Linked DNA regions of Anser cygnoides: region 2 is linked to region 1. A link is a contact called in public Hi-C data. All regions are on one chromosome and are shown on one strand. Each heading gives the region's core, a stretch centred on a gene start, on an enhancer-like site or on the middle of the called end of the contact. The rest is flanking DNA. Distances are from core to core; before and after follow the strand shown.

Region 1 (5,869 bases), core at 1,425-3,924:
TACCTGAGTGTACACAGCTGGTCTGAAAGGCCTTCTACGTAGAGTACAGAAGCAACAGCACAGGAGAGAAGGTGCTGCACCAGGGTTTTGCTTGCGTAGCATGCATGTCCTCAGCAATAAGCAGCAGTGAGCCTAAGAGCACAGCACTGTCAGCTTGAAGTGGCATGGCCTGTGAAGGCCACACGACTCCTGGGGAACTCGTCATCAGTGGTGGGATTACTGATGGAATCTCGGTTTGCCGACTCCTAAATCAAACCTGCACGTGTTGCAATTCAATAGATCACTGCAGCCATGTGTTAGAACTGACACATTCCTAGATCTCTCTAAGGGGGAAAAGTTTTTCAGGGAGATTGTATTTTCCTGACTCTGTGAAGGGCTGTGAAGTATGTGCACTTGGTTTAGTGGCCTCTGAGGATTTCAGCAAGGACACAAACTAACCGGAGGGCACAGCTCACACTGCTATTTCATTCCTCCTGTGCCCTGAGGTTCTTTAGGAAACCTGGGGCACTTCAGATGCCTGTGGTAGACACTCAGAGCCACCACTGAGCCCTGAATATTCATTTGCCCTGGGACTTGTGCATCCCTCGGGTGTGCCTGGAGCTTCACTGGCACTACTGCCATCAGTGAGCGGTGAGGTATCACCACACACGCTTCAGCACACACTCTTGATCTCCGTCCAGCACCATAGCACAACCCCTCTGCATGTCAGAGCATCTAAGATTGCCTCGGGCTCTCTAACCATCCTCGCCAGGACTCTCCTTTCTGTACTGCTGCCCAGTTTGCCCATGGCTTCTGAAAACACACCGCTTTCATTGTTCTAAGCAAGCTTTTGAACTTTGGTATGTTTATTCTAAAAAGACAAAGGAAGATACAGGACCAGTTCCCTGAAGATATCAAAGCCCCAGCCTGTCACAGAGATCAGTAAGAGTCCAGGTGCCTGTACTCCTTCTGGGACTTGGCCATTTGCCTGACAGCACCTACCAGAGCACTCAGTTTTTCACTATTTCCTGCAGCTCACAGTTAAAGCAAACTCCACAGACTTCCTTCCACAAGCGTTCTGCCAGTGTAAGGCCAGCCTTTTTCAGAGCAATCCTACAGCAATGGCAAGAAGAGATTGGGTAGAAAGCCTAGGCCAGGGATTTTCTTCCTTCAATAATTAAGTAATTTTCAATAGCATTCTCAGTGGTGTTATTAAAATGCCATGACTCAGATATAGCTGAGAGAATGTTAAAGACCTGATTTGTTTTTCTGTTAGTAGCACTGATTTGTGTGCTTGGGATTTGCTCTTTGCAGGGTCAGAACAATTAAGTGTCTTTATCTTCACCACTTGCCTCTAGCCAGGTTCACTTTTTGATTATGTTTTGCCCTCCACTGCAGCGAAAGGTTTTAAATTAACACCTAATAAACTGAAATGGTGAAGGAAAGCATAATGGATTTTCTTTCTTTACAGAATCTTAGCTAAATTACAGTAAAGTTTTGACCTTGTACTTAGGGTAGTACTGTAATGAAATGGGTGGACACACGCATGATTTTAGCACACAGCTGTTTTAAATATATTTTGAGCCTCAATGTGACATTGTGGGGTGCTGACTAGCTTGTAAAATACTGGATTACCTGAATCAGCACTCATTGGCAAATTCAGAACCAGAGACCTGATCCTTAAAGACACTGTTTTGCTGATGAGAATGTGTTTTATTTTTTAAACTGACAAAACTTTTCTTGTATCAAAGAATGCATTTTATCTCAGAAGATGTATTAGGTCAGTGATTTGGGCTCATGAGAGACTGAAATAGTAACATGTTTAACTAAAATAATACAAACCTGAAAAAGCTTGGTATGGAGTAAAAAACAACCAGCTGGAACCCAGCCACACCTAGAAAAAAGACCACCCTAGCTCTAAGGGCTTAATTCCTTTTTTTTTTTTTTTTTTTTTCTGTAGGAAAAACTGTCATTCTGCTCTGCCATGCCTGCAGAGAAAAAAGGAGGTGATTCTGGCTGACTTACAGTATTGTTGCTGAACATAGGAGAACATCATTTGAACCTTTTACTACTCAGATGCCAGCAAAGCACTGCAATACCATTAAGCCATATGAATGGTAAGTCAGTAAGACTTCAGGGATTTTTCCTCTTCCTGTACTAGTTTCATGCTGTATCTCTGCCTTCTTAAGATCACGCTGCCCTGTGCTGTAGTGAGCCTGCTGCCCTTCCTAATCTTCTGCAGTCACCTGCCATGACAAACATTCAGCCACTCGTTGTACCACCTCGTGTGTTAATATAGTCAATAGTGGTTAACCTGGCAGTGACATTTCCAGACCAGCTCCCTTTGATGCTGCTGATATCGCTGCCCGACCTGAGCAACAACTGGGCACTGTATACACACACCCAGTGCCAGCCACTTGAGGGTACCCCGCAGCCGAAACTCGCAGACCCTGGTGGAAGTGCTGAAGCACCTGGTGCTGCCTGCACAACTGCCTATGCAGCACAAGGCAGAAGTGGAGCGAGGAGGCATCAGGTGTCTTCCAAAAGCCTGGACCCCTTCACCCTCCTCTTTGCCTCTTTCCCAAACCCACCCACCCAGAACTGAAGGCCTGCTCCCCTCGGTCACTCTCTTGGACACCCCAAGGAGATCTCAGCTGCCCCTGGACTCCTCATGCTGGGTCAGTGCTTGCGCACCCCCCTGCGAGCTCCCCGAGGCAATGCTGGCAACCAAGCAGGACACAAGTCCTTGCCCCTAGCCTGGCATTCAATCTCTTCTGCTCCTTTTGTAAGATCAAAGTAAGAACACGTAAAATTACGGCAAGGGCATCAGCTACAAGACTTTGTCCTGTCACCTGAGTGAATAAGGGCTTCCCTCCCTCTAGCCGCAAATCACAGCTTCATTTGTTGCACGCTGTTAGAGAGTAACTACGATTGATTCCTGCAATTGCTCCATATCAGAGGTGGGTAAGTGAATGTTTACCAAATACTGGTACTTTGGAGTTTGCACAATATTATTAGATAGATCAGCATAATAAACCACTTAGGGATCCTTTGATCTAAAGGCTGTGCATGTATTTCAGACCTGAAATGTCCATGGTACCAGAATATTTGCTTGTAAGCACAATTCCAGAGTGCCATGCACGGAGCATTCTTTCTGGCCTTCCCTTCAGCTTTGCCAGGTCAGGCTTGTTAGAATGCAGCGTAACCTGCCCTTGCCTCGCACATTGCCACACTCTCTTAGTGATGAAAAAGCCCACAAACTTCTTGCTTTAATAAAAGATTAGCTTTTTAGGAAAGCCGCATTCCTAGCAACACCATGTACAGTGCATACCTTCAAGGATTTTTAATGTTTTTGCTTTGAGGTGATCATGCTTGGGGAGGTTCAGGTTGGAAATGAGGAGACATTTCTTCTCAGAAAGAGCAGTCAGGCATTGGAATGGGTTGCCCAGGGAGGTGGTGGCATCACTGTCCCTGGGGGTGTTCAAGGAAAGGTTGGATGTGGTGCTTAGGGACATGGTTTAGTGGGTGACGTTGGTGGTAGGGGGATGGTTGGACCAGATGATCTTGGAGGTCTTTTCCAACCTTAATGATTCTAGGATTCTATGAGTCTATGATTGCCCTGAAAGAGGAACTTCCATATAGTCTATGCTATTATACATCACCAGGCATATTGCCTTTGAACCAGACTGGACCTGCTGTTACCAGAAAAATATAATTGTACTAACTGGATAGTTAGTTCCCAGAATAGTTATTTTATAGTTAAGGACAATACTCAGGCTGTAGCCTTTCAAATCTCTGAATTTATTGTAACTAAACCTCTTGGCAGCATTCAGAAAAAAAATAAAAACTGGAGAATGCTACCTTAATGAGTTCTTACTAGCAATACAAATATTTGGGCTTCTGGACAAAAGACGATTATAGGTTAAATGATATTTGGATAGCATCATGTGGCTGATTAAAAATGGAATAAACTGCTAATGCAGTGAAGAATGCATCTGTTTACGGGCATGAATCAACTTCTAAAACAGGAGGAGAAAAATTTCTGAAAAGTTTTCTCATTTTATGTACTACTGTGTCGAATTGACACGTATCATTTCCATTAGACATTTTTCCCAAGGAAAAAAAGAAAAGGAAAGGAGACAACAGAAGTGAAATATATCTTGCTTTAAACCCACGGATTATTATTAAGTGTTGTTTTTTTTTTTTTCTTTTTGAACTGCAGCTTTAGTCTGAAAAACTGTTATGTAAAAATACTACTAACTCAACAGAACTGCTGCCATGGAAATGGTTCTCCAGCAACTCTTCTGACTTCAGTGAAACACAGTGGGGTTTGTCGCTCCCCCATCCCTTCTGCCCTTGCCTGCATATATTCTGCAGTATGAAGGCAATATACTGGATTTTCCTCCCTCCCAGGGTATCATCACTATTGTGTTTGCCTTTCAGCTTAACCATACCTGTTGAAGCACACCAAAGTCTGTGGGGAAAAGCTCCAAGGAGTCAGGATTTGATTTGCAGAGCCTTTAACAAGGTTTATGTAGAAGACTTGATTTAGATCCACTGGGGATTTTAGATGACTGTAGGACTGTCAACATTTTTTTAAAGACACATTTCATTTCTTTGTAAACTTCAGGGACAGAGGCCTAAGTCTCTGTGCTCCCAAAATGGTATCTTGCACTGTTGGTGCGAGGTGACAGACTGAGAGCTCTGGTGAAGAGGAAGGCTCTGCTTTTCTGCAGGGCCAGGCACAGTGCCGCGAGAAGAAACTCCCCCTGTACTCCTGCTAAAAGGACATCGCACCCTGGTGTGGAGCACCCAGGAGCGTACTTCAGTTCTCTCGTCTGCCATTTCTTTCACAACCCAAGTCATATCTTCGACCTCAGTCTGCACAGATAAGACCAAGCCAGTTTTAAGGCCAACGAAGCTACAGAAAAGGACACAGCTACATGAGGATTCATTGTCAGCACCGGGTGGATGGAATGCTACTGTAGAGTACCTGGTGCTTCATTTAGAAGTGACCTGTGTCTATCTCTATGAGCCAGCATTTTCTCCTTGGGAATAGCCCTACCACCTGCGTGCTGTGGAGCAAATGTCTCCTTTATCTCTCTTTCAGTCTTTCAGTTTCTTATTCATAAATCCAGTACCTAATCTACTAACATTATTGTAAGGAAAAATGCCTCAAACACGTAACGTACCTTAGATAGGAAAAAACCTGACCTGAACTGTGAGCAAGTTCAGTCTGTCCATTACTCTTAGAGCCTTTCGGGTGGTCATTTTATGATATGCTCTTTTCATATCATATGCTGTATGATATTTTCCACCCTTCTGCTCTCCACACTGACATCAGCTCACCTCTGTAGTGGCTTTTTTTTCCCCTTGTATGTGGACAAGTACCTCACATACAAGAGAGTATGTGTTCTGGACAAGTGCCATGGGGGGCAGAGGAAAAGTCCAAAACTCTAGATACCACCCGATGCGTCAGAGGGCATCCATCTCTCTTGATAGTAAAAATAGGCCAGAAATACAGTAAGAATAGACCTCTCTCATGGGATTTTGGTATACAAGCTCCTGTTTGAGGCCAGAGCTGTCTGAAAATTTGGAAGAGAAGGTTAAAAGAAATTTTGGTGTTCAAAGGAGAGGAGATTAAAAAAGGAGGAGATGGAAAAGGAGAAAGAAAAGGAGAAGGAGAAAGGGAGGCAGAGTGAGAGAAGGAGAAAGGAGAAAGAGAAGGAAAGAGAAATGAAAAAGAAAAAAAAAACAGAAAAAGGGGAAAGGAGAAGGAGAGGGAGAAGGAAAAGAAGAAAAAAGACAAAGGAAAAAGAAAAAAAAAGAAGGAAAAAAAAAGACAAAGACAAAGAAAAAGAAAAAATAAGAAAAAGGATTTGGTTTATCT
Region 2 (5,869 bases), core at 1,086-3,585, 63 kb before region 1:
ATGAAGCGTGAGAATTAGTATGTTCTTCCATATTTTAATGGATCCGTTGGCTGACCAAGGCTACCACAAGGTGACAGGCTTTCAGTGAAGCACAAGCCCAACACAAGTCGGCATGCTATACGCAGTGCTATACGTTCCACACCACTCTGGGCTTCAGAGCTATTTCCACAGAGCCTGCACGAGCTGCTAGATTCAGGTTTACAAGCATTGGTAATGTGTGACCTCCCTAATAATTCAGACTCTGACCTCCACCAGAGACAACAGGAGCAGAATTTAGGCCCAAATCAGCACCAATACTCAATCTCAAATGTAGGAAAGCACTTCAATGTGACACAGCACTCCGCATTTACCAACCTTGTGCATCTACAAAGGCACGCCAGCACCGCTCATACCAATTAAAAACTGAATTATGTAACAAAAGACTAAATTTAGTTTGGGTCTGAAAGGAGATGCCTAGAATAATCCCGGTGGGGGGGGGAAGAGCCTGAGATGCAGCACAGCTCAGACTCTGGGTATCGGTTACCAGTTTACAGGGATTATCTCAACTGATTAACTGCACAGTAACACGCCGTACTAGGCATCACCAGGCCGCCTACGGGAAGGATAAGCCAGCCCATGCCAAGCAACTACAGGCTAATCAGGCTGCAGGAACAAGCACTGCAGCGAGGAACACTTGAAAGAGCCTGCTCGATCCCAGCGTCCTAGCCTAATTGCAGACCTGGAGGAGGAGGTTTATATGGAGGACTCAAGGTGAACAGATACAAGGGCCAGGGAGGAAGCAGTAGGTGAAGGTATTCCTCCTCTCCTGAGCCCCATCATAAAAAAGCTCCATCAGTGGAGAAGCCTCCTCATTAAAGCAGCCATTTCTGGTGGGTTTCATTTTCCAGTTACAAAGGAAAGAGGATCAGGAGGGACAGCCAGAGACACAGAGGCTGAGGAACACGCTCAGAAAGACACTCCATCCTCTCGTCCACTGGAGACCGGGGAGGCAGCCATGGCTGGTGAGCAGAGCTCGGTGCGATATCGTGGTGCTCCAGGAGTTAAAAGCACTCTTTGGTATCCAAGCAGCGTAAAGCAACTGGTCGTGACGTCAGAAACATTTGGAAATTTTTTCCAGAGCACGGTCATAGGAGGTGCTGTTGTAACAAACCAAACACCAATGCTGTTGTCTGCAGCGTAACGCCTTTTGAGTTTTTGTAACATCAAAAGGCCAACACTGGGAGGTAGCTTATTTAATCAGTTTCCCAGCCAGGATGCTCTTAACACCAAAGACACCTTAAAGGTCACGGTTTCAGAAAAAACACACGCAACCGAGCACAACGGGGTTGCGCAACAGAGCTTCCCGCAACAGGTAGGCTTATAACGGAGAAATCGGATCGCCAGCCTGCAGGTTGACATCGGTCCTAGACGGATGGGCACGGGAAGGAGGACTCGGTCTGGCTCCGCGTCGGAAGCGCTGCGCAGCCGCCCGGTGCCTCGGGAGCAGCAGACACCTACCGGTGCGCGCCCGCAACCCGATTCAGCTCACGTACGGGTACGGCAGGAGCCCGCTGCGGTCCACCAGGGCCAAGGCTGTCGCCTCCAGCGGATCCGTTACACCAGGAGCCGGGCTCAGCATCGCGGGGTGGCAGCCCGGCCGCGGCTGGCAGCAGCTGGAAGGCCGTCCGGGTGCGCGCAGACAACGCCGAGCGCCCCCCGGGCGCCGAGGGCTGCCTGCAGGGCGCCCCAACCGACAGCGGGGTGCGCGAGCATCGCCGCCCGCACGGCCGCCTCCCTGCCGGGGAGGCACCGCAGGACCCGGGAGCTCTCTCGGCGAGGCACAGCCACCTCGGATCGCCGCGGAGCGGGGGGAAGGGGCGGCGGGGGAGCGGCACCCGCGGTGCGGAGGGAGCCGGGGAGGCAGCGCCAAGGACGAGGCGCCCTCCCAAGGTCGGCCCCGCCGCGGGCTCCATCCCGGGCCCGGCCCCACCTGCCCGGCAGCCGCGGCCCGGGGAGGGGGCTCGGGGGGCCCCGGGGACCCCCCCCTTTCCCCCCGCCCCCCCTCCGGTGCCGGTGCCCGGCCGCAGGGGGGTGAGGCGCGGCGGTGCGCGCTGCGGAGCCCCCCCGCCGCCCGTCCCCGCACTCACACCAGCTGCCCCCGGTGCGGCCCAGCAGCTCCTTCTTCTCCGAGTTCCAGATGAACTTCTTCCAGTTGCCGTCGCCGTCCTTGGCCTTCCCGCGGGCCATGGCGAGCGAGCGGGGGGCGGCGGGGGGGCGCTGAGGGCTCGGACGGGCTCCGCGGCACCGGGACGGGCTTCGGGGAGGGGGCTTTTAGGGGGGGGGGAGGAAGGGGGCGCTCCAGAGGGGGGGGAGGGGGGCTCCGGTGTGTGGCGGAGGCGCGGAGCTGAGGGGGGAAGCAGCGGAGCCCACCGGGCACGGAGCAGCCGCGCTCGCCGCCCGCCGCACCCCTTCATATAGGGCGCGGGCCCCGCCCGCTGGGCGCCGCAGCCACTGGGAGGCGGCGGGGGGCGGGCAGGGGACGGGGCGGGCGCCGCGCGGGCACGTGTGCGCGCGCAGGTGTGCGGCCGCGGGCGTGCGCGCGCGGGGCGGCGGCGGGGGCAGCCGTGCGCCTTCCTCCCCCCCCCCCCCCCCCCTCCTCCTCCTCCTCCTCCTCCTCCTCCTCCTCCTCTTCTTCCTCCCCGTCCCCGTCCCCGTCCCGCCCGGCCCCGCCGCGCCCCGCCGGGCTCACGTGTACGGCGCCTGCCGAGCGCTGAACGCGAAAGCGGCGCCGCGCGGCACCTGCCGGGATGTTGTTGTTGGTTTTTTTTTCTTAATTTATTTTTTAAATTTTTTTTTTTTTTTGAGGGCGCAGCCGCCCTCGCAAGGTGACCTTCAGGGAGGTGCACGCACGCCGCCGGCGGCCCGATGGGGGGGGGCTGCGGCACCCTGTGGGGGTCCCGGTGCTGCCCCGGCCCCCCAGCGCTGGGCGGCAGCCTGCGGGGGGACCCCGGGAAGGGAAAAGGGGCTCTGGTGGGGCCCTGGGACCCGCATTCGTGATGGAAGTTCACCGACGTGCCCCGGTCCCACAGTGTCACGACAGGACCGAGTCACACGTGAACCTCGGCTGCACGCTGCCGTACCCTACTGGGATTTATTTAATACTGAACTTCCTCCTGGTCACGATACGGCGCTCCGGGTATTTTCCTGCCTTTAAGCTACAGGCTTGCTCTGCCAGCCTTAACTCCAGACTGTTTTGTTGTTTTGGGAGGCTAGACAAACGCATGCCAGCCACCCCGCTGTCCCCAGGGGAACAGCCCCAACGTGGCGCCCATCTCCAGGCACCCCACGGCCACCGCCCACAGCCAGCCCCTGAAGCAACCTGCACAGGCCTGATTTTTTTGGGCCTTGGTCTGCCTGGGCAGGGTACCTCGAGGTGTTTGCACCCTGCAAAGCTGAGCACCGCCTCCCCAGGCCTAGGCACGCCGCCGGACTCCTCAAAGCCTCGTGGGGTTAGGAGGAGGAGTGTCACACCGGAGTCAGTGCATCTGGGGGCAGTGTTTGCTGAACGCTCTGCGGTACATTACGTGTGATCAGAGGGAGCCAGCCAGGTGTGCCCCAGGGATTTCCATCCTGGGTTTGGGGAATCGGCCCTCAACGGCATTTGTGCAATGGAAAATGGCTGATCAAACGGCTGAGGACAAATGGCGTCTCTCTTCTCCATGGTGTCTGGTCAGAGCTGGTCTTTAAAGAGACCTGCTGATGGTGGGCGATAATGAGAGCAAACACAGACAGCAGTATCTGATACCCAAGTGAACATCATCTGCGGTGTAGGGAGGATGTATCAGTTACAAGTTAAGAAGGCTGTGATTACAATCAGGCCAATAAATAGATGAGCACCGCAGGAGGAACAAGCGCTCACTTTTAACACCCAGCGCCATTGCTGCTGTAGACAATGAGGCTGTGTCTCAGCCACTGGGCCACCAGGCCTGCCTGGTCACTTGGGAGCCAAACCTGCTCTCTTCTGATGCCCTGGGTGCTGTTTTTGCCTCGACCCCCTACCCTATGAAAACAGCATGTTGGGAATCGTGTGCAGGTGCGCGGTGTGGTCACCCAAACACAAAGCCCGCGCTTTAGTCTACCTCATGGATGCTGTGTCTGGCTTTACCCTCAAGTCAGGACCCGTCTCATCCAGTCTGCTGAGTAAAACCCCTCACAAGCTGATTCAGGGCAGGTGGAACAGCAGCAGTTAACTCAGCCTGCCCTCTGTGCAGGCAATGGGGTCACCCAAAATGAAACTGGCATCAGATATTTGAGCAGGTTCATGGCGATGTCCAAATCAGAGAAGAGAATGGGACTGCACGCTCTCCCACAGTGTTATTTCCTAAGGCCACAGAAAGTGAGTTTGGAGAAAGCAACTAGAATGAATGATCTGTAAAACCTGAGCAGTCGTATCACGATTACAGACTAAATGGCTACCCAGAAACACGATCTTCCTCTGAGCGTGTTCTCACTCTCGCTATGGGAGCTGGTGGTGCCTGTGGAAGCCAAGCTGCAGGAGCTCCTGGCTTCATCGCTGTTTGTTTAAGGATCACCAGGAAACTCTCTCCTCTTCCCGCAAATGTCTCTATTACTGTACAAATACACAGATAAGTTGGGTTGGCAGTGCCAGTGGTACCAAATCCCCGTAACTGCGCAGGCTGGGGCATGCAGGATCTGGAATGGGCAAAAGGCACTTCACAAGGTTTGCAGAGCACTTCTGCAAACCCTTTTATGCATCCGCAGTCCCATGGATGCTCAGGACATGCACTTTGCTTAATGTTGGCAAATTGTCCTCTCAGAATCAGCAGAACTAATAGGCAATGGGGTGCCATATTTTATTCAAATTCACCATTTGTTCGGCTGCTCAGATATCAATCAGGCCGTCTCTAAGGCCACCACTATATGATCTGATTTTTTAAGGTGATAAGAGCCTAAGGCAACTTTCGAAACTGCCAAGAACAAAATGTGCAAAGATATCCGTGTTCAGATTAACTGCAGGAGGAAGGACAGGGCTGGGGAAAGCTGTGCACCGGCACCAAGGAAAGAACAACATGTGAATGGACTTTGTTAGGGGGTTATCTCACCGCCCTTAGGAGCTGGTGCATGAGGAGCTCTCTGGTTTTCTCCAGTGGGTTTGGGCACAGCCATCTAATGACGAGATCCCAGCTTCCTTTGGGTCTCCTGCTTTACAGCAGACCCAAAGAAAGCACCTCAGGCAGGCAGAGGTGTCTCACTGCAGTGCAGGAGGAGAGCAGACAATTACTTTTGATGCAGCAGCAAGAGAGAAGAGCACAATGTAGAGCAAAGCCAAGCCATGATTTATCCACCTTGGTGACTTGGGAAATGAGACTGTGCAGCTGATGGTGACCAGCAGAAAATTTGGGTAATGTGTGATCTAGAAACATCTCTGAAGGCAGCTGCGGACTATGCTGTGACATGCAGTGGAGGAAGGGGAGAGGCATGCTGTGGGGAGGGACTCTCACCGGCTGCAGGACCGAGTGCTAATTATAAGATGACAGAAGTGTGCAAAATGGCCTTAAGTAGTTGCTATTCGTGGGCTGCCGCTGCAAACAAACGGGGCTGGGCCTCCTCGGGCTGGCATGCCCGGGAGCTGGAAAAGGGCAGCTGCTCAAGAGCTTGGCACCAAGCCTGCATCACACACAACAGGTGAGAGGGGGCGAGGAACAAAACTGGTGGCTAGAGCTGCTGCAGCCCTGCAGCACAAGGCCTGTCCTCTGTCGCAGACGAAAAGTAAGAGGCTGCGTGGCACACAGGCATTTTACACCCCTCTGGGAGCTGCAAGGGGCCTTGAAGGGGACAGGAGCAACCCTCAGTGTCCCCGCAAGGGGAA

What was found. A called contact is a pair of places that touch in the nucleus more often than the background predicts.
Region 2: a Hi-C map of liver shows a contact between it and region 1, with 2.2 times the contacts expected there. The contact joins the promoter of ATP1B1 here to the enhancer-like site in region 1. A contact is called at or near these places in 3 of 7 Hi-C or Micro-C datasets (all in liver).

What each region holds. Positions count from the first base shown.
Region 1 is chr1:95,983,281-95,989,149 of Taihu_goose_T2T_genome, reverse strand. The region is part of intron 15 of LOC136789688 (a long non-coding RNA gene); the gene reads right to left. Among named protein-coding and RNA genes, the nearest start is that of DPT, 59 kb to the right of the region's middle. Within about 2 kb of position 2,674, at least 1 of the 3 cell types and tissues checked has open chromatin away from gene starts, as enhancers often do. A contact at or near this core is called in liver, where this site is marked.
Region 2 is chr1:96,046,345-96,052,213 of Taihu_goose_T2T_genome, reverse strand. It overlaps ATP1B1 (ATPase Na+/K+ transporting subunit beta 1), which reads right to left and starts at 2,335. Exons shown (of 6, transcript XM_066990399.1): 1 at 2,127-2,335. The coding sequence starts at 2,226.